2 separate regions of the Sus scrofa genome follow, and region 1 is linked to region 2. Evidence: chromatin contacts called from public Hi-C data. All regions are on one chromosome and are shown on one strand. Each heading gives the region's core, a stretch centred on a gene start, on an enhancer-like site or on the middle of the called end of the contact. The rest is flanking DNA. Distances are from core to core; before and after follow the strand shown.

Region 1 (5,872 bases), core at 3,233-5,732, about 20 Mb before region 2:
TATGATTAGACAAAATTTATATGGCTATACAGTTGCTTCTAGAAAGCAGAAATAGTGTGAGACTGACTGAATTTTCATTGTGTCCCTTTTTGAATTTGGAATAATGTGCATGTATTGACTGTTTTTAAGATTAATTAACTAAAAGTATATACTAAGAAATATACGATGACTTGCATTTCCAAAATGTTTATCTTCATGAATATTTTCTATTTTCAGCAAACTTCAAGGTTTTTGAGATTCTTAAGACCATCTGAAGAAATAGCATTCATCGATTTTCTACTTAATTTTATATTTTATGTAATTTTGACACAATGTTATAATAAAATTATGGTCAAGTTTAGAATATTCTCCATTTTCTATTTTATGACATTTTGATTTTAAAATAAACATGATGGCATACTTTGCAAAGTTTTATAGGAAAAAATATTTTCTGCATAATCTTTTAAGAAAAATATGAAAAATGTGTAAGTACACACTTGTGTTTAAAAATTTAAGTTTCATTACTTCTGTACACTAATATTAGCTGTAAGAGCCCTAATAGAATATTCAATAATTTCAAATTTTAAGTCACAGAATTTATTCCAATGACGGTAAAATACTTTGTTTCAGAATATTACTAGATATTAATTAATTACCTTTTGGCACTGAAAATTTAAAAACACATAGTCTCCAAAGTTGTTACATTTAGAAGGCATAATGTTTACTTTGAAGCAGCACCTTATAAGAAGAGTTTCAAATGAAGGAGTAATCTTAACATTACAGAGATCCTAGAATGGAAGCCATTTCTTTCAGGAAAATTAGCTTCTAGGGGAACAGATACTTATAAAAAAATTAAAATGACTGTGGCCCAGGTTTAATCTCTGTCTGGGAACTGAGATTCCACATCAAGCCACTGCTAGCTGCAGCCAAAAAAAGAGGCGGTGGGGAGGGGAATAGTGATTATGAACCACTGCTCTAATTTCTTAATGCATGCAGGGAACAAGTTTACTGTATTGGGCACTGTCCTAAGTGCTTAGTATTCACAGTACAATTCAATACCCATTAGGTACACCATTACATTTAATTTACACGTGAAAAAACAGGCACAGGGAATATATATATATATATATATATATATAATATTTCAGTAAAAAATAAAAAGAGTAATGAGATACCACTTCACACCTGTTGGAGAAAAACCTAGAATACTGACAACACTACATGGTGATGAGGATGCAGAGCAACAGGAATTCTCATTCACTGCCGCTGGGGATGCAAAATGGTATGGCCATTTTGAGACAGTTTGGTAGTGTCTTACAAAACTAAACAGACCCTTACCGTACAGTCCAGCAATCACATTCCTTGGTATTTACCCAAAAGAGTTGAAAACTTATTCCACACAAAAACCTGTACATGGGAGTTCCTGTCGTGGCACAGTGGAAACGAATCTGCCTAGGAACCATGAGGTTGCAGGTTCGATCCATGGCCTCACTCAGTGGGTTAAGGACCTGGTGTTGCCATGAGCTGTGGTGTAGGTTGCAGACGTGGCTCAGATCTGATGTTGCTGTGCTGTGGTATAGGCTGGCAGCTGTAGCTCCGATTGGACCCCTAGCCTGGGTACCTCTATATGCCATGAGTGCAGCCCTAAAAAGCAAAAACAAAACAAAACAAAACACCTGCACATGGATGTTTTATAACAGTTCTACTTACAACTGCCAAAAATTGGAAGTAACCAAGATGTTCCTCAATTGATGAATGGATAGATATACTTGGTACATCCAGACAAGGGAATATTATTCAGTGCTAAAGTGAAATAAACTATCAAGATGTGGAGGAACCTCAAATGCCTATTACCAAATGAAAGAAGCCAATATGTGAAGGTACATACTATATGATTCCAACTATATGACTTTCCGGAAAAGGCAAAACTATGGAGATAATAGAAAGATCAGAGTTTGCTGGTGGGAGTGGTGGGGGCGATGAATTGAAGGAACACAAAGGATTTTTAGTGCAGTGAAAATACTCTATGATACTACAGTGATGGACAGATGTTATTCCACATTTGTCCACACCCACAGACTGTATAATACCAAGAGTGGATCCTAAGGTTTACTGTGGACTTTGGATGATAGCATGTATCAATATGGGTTTATCCTTGGTAACAAATGTACTTCTCTAGAATGGGATGTTGCTAACAGGGGAGTCTGTGCATGTGTGGAGGCAGGGGGGATATGGGAAAGCTCTGTACCTTTCCTCTCAGTTGTACTGCAAACCCAAAACTGCTCTAAAGCCAAACAAAAAAAAGTCTTTTAAAAAAACTGACAGACAAGGGACCCCAAACTATGGACCCTGGTTCCAGCACAAGCTGGAAAAGGGACAGGTCCACCACTGCTCTGGCCATCATGAGCTCAGGTGTTGAGTGCCATGGCAACAAAGGTGAAACAGCCTGGAGGCTCAGTGAAGGTCAGGAGAGAAACAGCTTAGCCAGATGTGCTATCATATCCACTGAACCACAGAAATGGAAGGAAAGAATGCACACAGTTGGTTGTGCACAGGTATTGCCAGTCCTCTTTCCAGACAGCATAGGTCTGCACTGGAAGGTACCCAAACCACGTGACTTGCTTTGGCCAGTGAAATGTCAGCAGGTTTTAAAGAGCCTGTGCACAATTTTCTCTTTTTCCTGGGCCCCAGCAATGTCAGCATTTGGGAGGGTATGAGGCCCTGGATTGTGAGCCCCATTTGTCTGCAGGTGTGATGATGTGGAGGTCAAGGGACAAGGGACATTCAGCGGGAGCAAGAAATAAACTCTTGCTGTTTAAAGCCACTGATAATTTAGTCATTCTCGCAGCAGAGTTTCTTTGCCTGCCTTCTTGCATCTGTCACAAGCATCCTATCTTAATAAACCTATTTCTTGTCCCCCCCCCAAATAAATAAATAATAGAATCATTCTTACAACCCAACCTAACTTCTCCTGACTCTTGTAGGAAGGGACTGCTGAAGTGGGACAGCACAAAAGGAGTGAGACAGTCACAGCAGTGGCATTTCCTCAGAAATCATAACTCAAATTTATAGGATGCATACTCTTAATGGAGAGCTGCAAGTAGCCCACAGATATGCTTTGTTTGGCCAGGATGTTATTTGTTTATAAAGGTTTAAATCTGGGAGGGTGTGCATGTGTGTGATTGACTTCCTCTTAGTTATAGTCCCCCCTACTTCCTATTACTTACAGCAGCCTCACTTGACTTAGGTACTTGCCTACATAAGCCTTAAAGGTATTTGGGTCTGCAAACCTGGCAGTCCACACAGCAAACCCACTGAGAGGACAGGTATTGCCACGTTCATCTAATAGACATAAAAACAGGGGTCCTGGGAGGTTCACAGGCTTCAACAATGACACAAGTCAATAGCAGAGTTCCAGCCTCAATCAAGATTCAGGGTGCAGGGCAGGCTGAGGATGGCCCACCTGGAGACAGCCGCCTTCTGCTACATGGCAGGTTAATCCGCTGATTGCATACTCCATTTTCTAGTTAGCCCACACACAGCCTGAGTTTATCATCAAGCAAACTCCCCTTTTGTTTTTAACAGGACAATCACACCACCTTGAGAAGCCATGAACCAAAGCACGCAGTCTCAATAAACAGCTTGCCTTTTAAATCCATAAGCTACAAACAAATCTGCATTCTTTCAGAGAAGCCTTGCAGGTCTTCTTCTCTTTAAGTCTGAACTTTCTCATGACAAAGATAGTCAAGTGGAGGAAATCAATAACTACAAAGAAATATCTCCAGGATATACTATTATAAGTGCAAAAAAACAAAGGGCAAAAGTGTATGTAGGGAATGATCCCATTTGTATAAATGGAAAAAAAAATAAATATGTTAAGAGTATGCACATACTAAAGGCTTTCCATATAGCTACTAAACTACTCTCTAGAAAGGTTTTACTAATACAATTCTCCTACTACCCCAAGGAAATATAGTGATTGCTAAAAAAAAAAAAAAAAAGCCATTGCCATTTTCAGTAACATGTGGTATTATATTTGCATTTTTATTATCAGTAAGGGCATATCTTTACTGAGCATCGATTATTTATGAATAGCCTGCCCATATCTCTTGCCCTAAGTGAGTTGTAAACAGGACAAACTGGTAAAATAGCTAGAAGACTGAAATATTGGTTTAGCGAAGTGAAAAGCAGATAAACTTAGGTTAGAATCACAGCTTGTGAATGCACCAACTCTATGATTATGGTCAGGTAACTTCTCAGGTCCCATCTGTGAAATGCGGATCCAGTGAACAGTGGATAACGTACATAATGCTGGAAATTATAACAATTATTAGGATGGTTATTCTGCAGCAGTAACTGCACTATGGCACAGGAATCTAAAAAAATGCGGAATGTTTGTTTGGAGAAACTAAGGCTATTTCTGGCATTTCCATCACTCTATTCCTGCCCCTCCCCCACAGCATTGGTGGTGTCGCTATAGCAACGAGCACGCGCTGCCCAAGGCTCAACAGTCTAGCGGTTTACTGGCCTCCGCGGCCTCTCTCTCCGCAGAAGAGCGACAACACTGATCGTCCCACCCACTCCGTCTCGGATCGATCTCCCCTGACCACTGGGAAGGAGCGGAGGGGCAGCATGGCCAAGGCAGCCTCTTCGCCGTTGGAGGACTTGGACCTGAGCGGAGAGGAAGTCCAGCGGCTCACCTCCGCTTTCCAGGACCCCAAGTTTCGGCGAATGTTCTCTGAGTATGCGGAGGAGCTCACGGACCCCGAGAACCGGCGGCGCTACGAGGAGGAGATTACCGCGCTGGAGCGTGAGCGCGGCGTGGAGGTGCGGTTTGTGCACCCGGAGCCGGGCCACGTGCTGCGCACCAGCCTGGATGGGGCCCGGCGCTGTTTCGTGAATGTATGCAGCAATGCCCTGGTGGGCGCGCCCAGCAGCCGGCCCAGCTCTGGGAGCGCGGCGTCCGGCAGCCAGTGGTCCCTGCCCTACAGTCTGGCGCCCGGCCGCGAGTACGCGGGGGGGCGCGGCATCCGCTACACAGTCTACGACGTGGTCTTCCACCCAGACGCACTCGCGCTGGCCCGGCGCCACGAGCGCTTCCGCCAGATGCTGGACGCCACGGCTTTGGAGGCCGTGGAGAAGCAGTTCGGCGTGAAGCTGGACCGCAGGAATGCCAAGACCCTGAAAATCAAGTACAAGGGGACCCCGGAGGCTGCCGTGCTGCGCACGCCCCTACCCGGGGGCGTCCCGGCCCGGCCCGAGGGGGAACCGGAGAGCCCGCTCCCTGATTTCCCCTACCCTTACCCGGGCCCTGTGGCCGCTGGGAGTGCCGCGATCCCCCGGCCCCAGGCGCCCTCCCCTCCCGAGGCGGTCCAGCAGCCCGCCCCCACAGAGCCTCGCTACAGCGTGGTGCAGCGCCACCACGTGGACCTCCAGGATTACCGCTGCTCTCGGGACTCAGCCCCCAGCACTGTGCCCCACGAGCTGGTCGTCACCATTGAGCTGCCGCTGTTGCGGTCGGCTGAGCAGGCAGCGCTGGAAGTGACTGGAAAGCTGCTGTGCCTCGACTCACGGAAACCCGACTACCAGCTGCGGCTCTCGCTTCCATACCGGGTGGACGACAGCCGCGGCAAGGCGCAGTTCAACAAGGCCCGGCGGCAGCTGGTAGTCACGCTTCCGGTAGCGGTGACAGTCTCGCTCCCGGAGCTCGCCGCGACCCCGGAAGAGGCCGCCGACCGGCCCGGAACTGATGGCGCGGCCTGCGCTTCCGCTCGCCAAGGGGAGGCGGGCCCAGCGGGGATTCGTGCAGGGGACGGAGGCTCGGATCCCGGCCGAGCTGGAGCTGCGGGCGCCGATATCCCTGCCCCGGAGGCCGTTGGGGGGAAGCTTGTCT
Region 2 (6,817 bases), core at 2,376-4,875:
TGGAAGTTCCCAGGCTAGGGGTCTAATTAGAGCTGTAGCCGCTGGCCTACGCCACAGCAACACCAGATCCGAGCCTCGTCTGTGACCTGCACCAAGACTCACAGCGACACGGGATTCTTAACCCAAGGCAAAGGATCAAACCTTCCTCCTCATGGATACTAGTCAGGTTCGTTTCCACCAAGCCATGATGGGAGCTCCTAGAACAGCTTTTTAACTGTAATCTCTAAAGACAATTTAATATTTAATTTCTCTCAAAATAAATGCATGACCTAACTAAAGGAAATTTGTGACCTACCTAAACAAAAATATGCTTTTGAGGTAACTTAAACCCCTGACAACTTAAGTAATCAAAAATATAGATTGTTAAGTACAATGACTCTGGACACAGGTTGGTTGCTTCCCCAGCACCCATGTTTCCCTCTCCTTTCCAACAGCCCCAAACTTCTTTTGGGGGACCCATATGGTTCTGAAGAATCTACTCCACTTCTCTGGCTCCAGAATTCATAGGAATGGGCATGTAATCTAAGCCAATTCAGTTAGAATCAATCTCAGGACTAGCCTGGCAATGTTGAGATGAAGATGTTTTCTCTTCCCTGCTAGTTGTGAAAAAGGCTCCAGGTAACCCCAGGAGCTATTGGCAGTTACTTTTGGATCCTGGAGCATTACTCATTCATAGTTTATTCACCAAATATTCAGTAACATCTACTGTGTTCCAGATGTGATAAATTAAGACATGGTTATCAATGTTAAACTATTTCTATTGTAATGGGGGAAACAGGGAGGTATAATGGGAGAGGGAGCAAAGAGGTAAACATTTATAGACTGAGAGAACAAATTCTTGATATGGATCAGGTTAGCTGATGCAGGATGTCATCTGAGGTAGAAGTAGCTGTATCTAAGCATCCTTTATATGGAGTTGATTGTCAGTCTGCCCCAAACCATCCACAATTGTGGTTTTAGTGAAATATCTTGCAGCAACTCAATTGCAAAAGGGTTGCAAAGTCTCCTCAATCTTCAACCACTGGCTGGTGTCTTAATCCAAAGTACAACCTTAACTTGGAACTAGTCTTCTGGGCACACATAAACTTTTGGATAATAATGTCAACACCACCATCTTTCATTGTTAAAGAGTCACATAAACAAAGTATATGTAATATGCATAAAGTATCATCTAGGGACAAGACATGATAGCACTTTGTGTCCTTAAAATTTTTTTTTTTTTTACAGACTATATCCCTCTGAATGATCTGGATACAACACACACCCACCATTACCACAGTAATTTTATTTGGCCCATTTGAATGATTATACAGGGAATATATAAAACAGGAGGGAATCTAGAGCCAGGGTCCCCAACAGGTAGGCCCAGTGGAAGGAATACCTTCCTAGGATGTCTTATTAGAATCATCTGGCTAGTTTTTCCCAAGAAACACACCTACACCTCATCCTGGGATTTCCATCTGGGTCCCTCCCTGCTGCAGTACATCACCCTTACTGAAGGTGTTTTCTCTCACTTATGATAGGGTGGAAAAACACACCAAGGCCTTGTCTAATGAATCGCAGTATGAAGAGAGGTCTCTGAAACTTGGGCATAAGTAGCAAATTATCCAGCTGATGGATGATAACCAGAATCATTAAGTCATGGTGTGTGTCATGTATGTGCAGGAGCACGGATCACTGCATTTCCTAATATGGGCCAAAGATAGAAGGACAAAAGTAATCATCCCTCATTACAAATATGAATTCTGACCTAAAAATGTATGGATCAAGTATTGTGGAGAGTTAATTCCAAATGGCTTCTTGTTGTCAAGAAAAACGTAAAGACTGCCTAAACCACACATAAAAATCACCTCAAAGGAACACAAGATATCCAGATCTAGACAACTCACTATGAACCTGTGAAAATCTAGCAAGATTAATATTATTATTGATTGCCTAAAGTATTTCACCCTACGCTTCAGAGATGTGGGAATAGATGAGATAGGGTATGATTCCAGGGCAATTGAGGTTTGTAATAATAAAAAGGACTGTAATAATAAAAGTCCTTAGAAAGTCTTCTCCTCATTGTAATATTTCTACATTACACCCAAAGAACACAAGAAAATAGCAAATTACAAGATAGAATGGCTTTCATATATTTTACTAATCTAAAGTGTATTGAAAACAATTGTCTCCGTTTTATTGCAGGGTTCAATTGAGACTTTAGGCTTCAATTCAGCCTTTTAGTATAAAATTAGCTTCTTAGGGCAGAAAACTGTGAGGTGAAGAGGGCTCAGCTTATGGTCTCCCAACAGATGTTCAAAATTTTTCAGAAAGATTTTTTTTTTTGTTTTTTAACATATTCCTACGATATAGCTGTAGCAGGGCTTCGCACCGGCACCAAATTCAAAATGTTAGCGTTAGGCATAGAAATGTTACGTAGCAAATAAAATAATTTCCAAAAGATGGTGGCTTTGGGGGGGCTTTTGCTAACAACTGTCGTGGAAATTTCCAAAGAGCGTTAAAGACCAGAAGCAACCGTTAAGCCAGGGGCGTCCTTACCACTGCGTCTCCCCTCGGCCCAGAGCCCGTGGATCTCCCTCAGGTCGGGTTGGGTCGCCTCTGCGCCCGGAAGATTGCATGGTGCAGCCTGCACTTCGCCTGGGCACCCTCCTGCTTTCGAGGCGTCCGGGCCCCTCAACCACAGCCACAAGCCAGCCTCCCGACCCAGCTCCCCGATCCTCAACCCAGAGAGTCAACCCAGAGATCCCGGTAAAGTTGTGGTGGGAATATCCCATTGCTGACTTCCAGACAGTCGGCAGGGCGGTGCACCGAAGGAGCTCAGGTTAGCGCGCTCCCCCCAGGGGAAGCTTCGCTCCCGGGACGCGTACCATGCGGCCGCGAAGGGAACCCAGCGGCGCTGTGGGGCGGTGGCCCACGCGAAGAGGAAGGCAGAACAGGACAGTCAGTAGTCAAAAGCTGTGTTCAGGCCCTTGGAAAAGGGGCAGTTCCCCACTTCCCTCCGCACACGCGGGTCTCAGCAGCGCCTTGCCGCGCTCTAGCACACCTAGCCATCTCCTACAGTCCTACCGCGTCCTTCCCCACCCCAGCCCGCGGTCAGCCACCACACATTAGGACCGCGCGGAAACCGCCGAAAGGGAAGGCGGCTGGAGGGCAGTTGGGCGTGGCTTATCGAAGAGAGGCGTGCCCGAGGGGGTGGGGACACTACGCAACCATCGGTTCTGGCTGTTGATTGGCTGAAGTGACTGAGAGGAGCCCGCAAGCGTCTCCGCCCCGCCCGGGCTGCTCCTCCTCTTCTCCAGCGGCTTGGTCCGCACAGGCTCGCGAGGGAACCGCTCAGGCGCCGCCGCCCCAGCCCAGTGCGGACGACGGAAGAGAGGGAGGCGGAAGGAGGACACGCTCGCTCGCTTGCTCCCACCCGCACCCGGGCTCCTAGAGCCGGCGCGGAGCCCAGAGGGAGGAGCCGCGGCGGGCACGCCCCGCCTCCGGCCCGGGAAGACGACGCCAGCGACCTCGCCGGCCGGCCACCGCCCCCCTTGCCGGCCGAGACCCGCCCCCGGCCCCGGCCCCGGCCCTCCCCCGGCGGCATGGAGGGGCCCAGCTCCTGACTGCCGCGCCGCCGCCTCGGCCCCCGTCCCTCCTCCCGGCCCCTCCCTCCCGCCCCCGCTCGCATGTCCGCGCCGCCTTAGCCGAGGATGCTGAGGATGAAGCTGCCGCTGAAGCCGACGCACCCCGCGGAGCCGCCACCCGAGGCGGAGGAGCCCGAGGCGGACGCGCGGTTGTCCGCGAAGGCGCCACCGCGCCGCCGCCGAGACTGCCGCCCCCCGCCGCCGCCGCCGCCGCCGCCGCCCTCGGGCCAGCTGCGGGGCCCCCAGCCGCCGCCGCCGCCTGGGGGGCTCGGGCCGCCTGTTGCTGGGGGAGCGGCGGCGGGGGCGGGCATGCCGGGCGGCGGCGGCGGCCCCACGGCGGCGCTGCGGGAGCAGGAGCGGGTGTACGAGTGGTTCGGGCTGGTGCTGGGCTCCGCGCAGCGCCTGGAGTTCATGTGCGGACTACTGGACCTGTGTAACCCGTTGGAACTGCGCTTTCTCGGCTCGTGCTTGGAGGACCTGGCGCGCAAGGACTACCACTACCTGCGCGACTCGGAGGCCAAGGCCAACGGCCTCTCGGACCCCGGGCCGCTGGCCGACTTCCGAGAGCCGGCCGTGCGCTCGCGCCTCATCGTCTACTTGGCGCTGCTGGGCTCAGAGAACCGTGAGGCCGCCGGCCGCCTGCACCGTCTCCTGCCCCAGGTGGACTCTGTGCTCAAAAGCCTGCGCGCGGCCCGGGGCGAGGGCTCGCGAGGTGGCGCGGAGGACAAGCCCGGCGAGGACTGCAACGGCGAGGAGGACGCGGAGAAGGACGGCTCCGGCCCGGAAGGCAGCGGCGCCGAGCCCCGGCGCGGCAGCGGGCTGGGCTTCAGGGCCCAGGAGGAACTGCTGCTGCTCTTCACCATGGCCTCCCTGCACCCGGCGTTCTCCTTCCACCAGCGGGTCACCCTGAGGGAGCACCTGGAGAGGCTCCGCGCCGCGCTCCGCGGGGGCCCCGAGGACGGGGGAGTGGAGGCGGAGTCGTGTAACTTTGCCGGCCCCCGGGCCCAGGTAAGGCGTGCCAGCCCTCTGCGCCCGCAGTGTGGTCACCGCCTCGGCGACCTGCCCTGCCCGGCTTTCGGACTCCCGGTGGCCGAGCCTCACCCCACGCAGGTGGCTCGGAATCCCCTTGCCACGGCTCCCCGCCCAGTTGTACTAGCCTTCGTTAGTCTGGACCGCTCATTTCCACTGCTCCCCCCACCCCCGCTGCACACAGAGGCACCCGCCATAACAGAATGCTCTAGAAGTCTCTTCCGTGCCGGAGTTACCACGGAAAACATAGAGCACTCAGCCCGATCCCGCTCTCAGATGAAGAGTCTTGGGACTTTTTGACTTTGAGCATCTCTAGGTGCTGGGAAAGGCGAAGCGCTAGTGGAGCCCGTGTGTCGGCCGCAGTCTCGCCTCGGGCTGAGCCTTCCCTTTCTTGCCGCCTGGCGCTCAGGTCACACGTTTTAAAGCTTTGCCTTACCCCTCGGTGAGGTGTCCTAAAGGTGCTCTCCCGGCGAGTTGCCCTATTATTGACACAAATGGGCCTTTTAGCTCAGTGTGTACCTGATTTAAAAGGGGTCGTAGGATCTTGTGGCTCCTGCTCGGAAAACTTGATGTTCCCTTAAAGCGGCGAAATGACTCAAAGTAGAAATGTAGTAGCGTGGTTTGTCTGGGTAAAGTAACCTCCTAGAGTGGGTTGGTAGTGTTCTTTGCCTCTGGCGTATCCTGCTTTCTAATGAGCGTGAGTCCTGCCAACAGATTTGGGTCCAGAGATGTTTGTTGAACCTTTTTAACTGTAGGCATAAATGTTTTTTAAAAAGTTATTAAACACCAAAATGTAGTAGATGAGAATTAAGATGAGTTACTTGTCGCAAACATTAAAGAAAAAAATTTAAATGGCCACGAAAGCAATTTAATAATAATCTAGGCCCAATATAAAGTTCTTGAGCTTGACAATTTAATGGACTAGTTAGCTTTCAGATAAAAACTGTACAATAAGAGCTTACTTTCATGGTTCACAGCTATTCTAGAAAACAACTGATTTGCTTGCCATGTTTTTCCAATTAGGTGATCTCCAGGATGATATATTGGGAAGGGGATTTTTTTTTTCACTCCTTACTTGTAAGTTAATTTAGCTTACATATCTTATATAGCTGCTTTCAGTCAATACCTTGAAACTAAAACCGAGCATTGTATTTCTGTAATGTCTGTGTGGACTCAGTACCCCTAGAATCAAAGGAATTTGGGGCCCTGAAGGATTTAGCTATAATCTAGGCTGAGCCCCTCTATTTCAAAAGGAGGCTTCTGTGAAGTGACTAACTCACATTTTAGGACATACTTTATCACACTCAGGAGGTAGTAACGCTAGTATCCAGAATTTTCTTAGCTTGAAATGTTGTCTGCCAGTGTCTATTTACTACTAGCATGCAACTGTGTATATTGATGGTAAAAGCCCTTTCCACTCTCCAGCCTACTTATTAAAATAATTTCAAAAAGTCCTATGTGCTCCATCATTAAATTTAGAGAAGAAAGCCTGAACTCAGGAGCAGTACTTATATATCTTTAATAAAATTTTTTTCTTGTAATAGTATAATAAGGATATCCTTAGAGTGTGGATGTAATGAAAATGTCCCACAGTGGAGCAGTTTTATATTATTCCATTCATATCATTCCAAAAAGGGTAATCTATTTTTGATTGTAACTACTAGGAGTCTTTTTCCCCCATTAAATTTTGCTTAAAATGCGAGTGTTGGAAAGTGACTAGACGAAGGGAAGAGATGCACGCAAACCACAATAATGAAAATTTTATCTTGACTCCAACGTGTGGCCTTTTCTGGCAATCAGTGAGTGCTGGGAAGAGTGGACTTTTGTGAGGCCGGGCATCCTGCCAATTATTTCAGCACACCATTACTTCTCAGGCAGTGCCTTGTGCTGTGGCCATCAGTTGTTTGGGAATAATTTATAGAGGATCCACGTACTACAGGTGAGGCTGAAGGCTGTTTCCAGAGGCTGGTGGCGTGATGAACTTTTTTTCTACAGTAGTTGTTTAGGGTTACCTTAATAAATCAGTTACGTCTCATTAAATTGGATACTACTCTACACACTTTCTGCTTGGTAGCGTGGACTCCGAGGCCTTCAGCTGTGGCTTGTTCTGGCCTTAAAGAAATTTGGGCAGGTCTTACAGATCCCAGGCTGTCACTCTA

What was found. Hi-C and Micro-C count contacts between places; a contact is called where the count stands out from the background.
Region 1: a Hi-C map of omental adipose tissue shows a contact between it and region 2, with 4 times the contacts expected there. The contact joins the promoter of DNAAF2 here to the promoter of ZCCHC2 in region 2. A contact is called at or near these places in 3 of 47 Hi-C or Micro-C datasets (mesenteric adipose tissue, omental adipose tissue and retroperitoneal adipose tissue).

The regions. Positions count from the first base shown.
Region 1 is chr1:179,489,746-179,495,617 of Sscrofa11.1, reverse strand. DNAAF2 (protein kintoun) reads left to right here and starts at 4,482. Exons shown (of 3, transcript XM_003121803.5): 1 at 4,482-5,872. The coding sequence starts at 4,612. It overlaps LOC110262104 (a long non-coding RNA gene), which reads right to left and starts at 5,660. Exons shown (of 2, transcript XR_002346676.1): 1 at 5,422-5,660; 2 at 2,859-5,160. POLE2 (DNA polymerase epsilon subunit 2) reads left to right here. Exons shown (of 19, transcript XM_003480468.4): 19 at 217-340. The coding sequence ends at 235.
Region 2 is chr1:159,018,951-159,025,767 of Sscrofa11.1, reverse strand. ZCCHC2 (zinc finger CCHC domain-containing protein 2) reads left to right here and starts at 3,625. Exons shown (of 14, transcript XM_021099630.1): 1 at 3,625-4,637. The coding sequence starts at 3,696.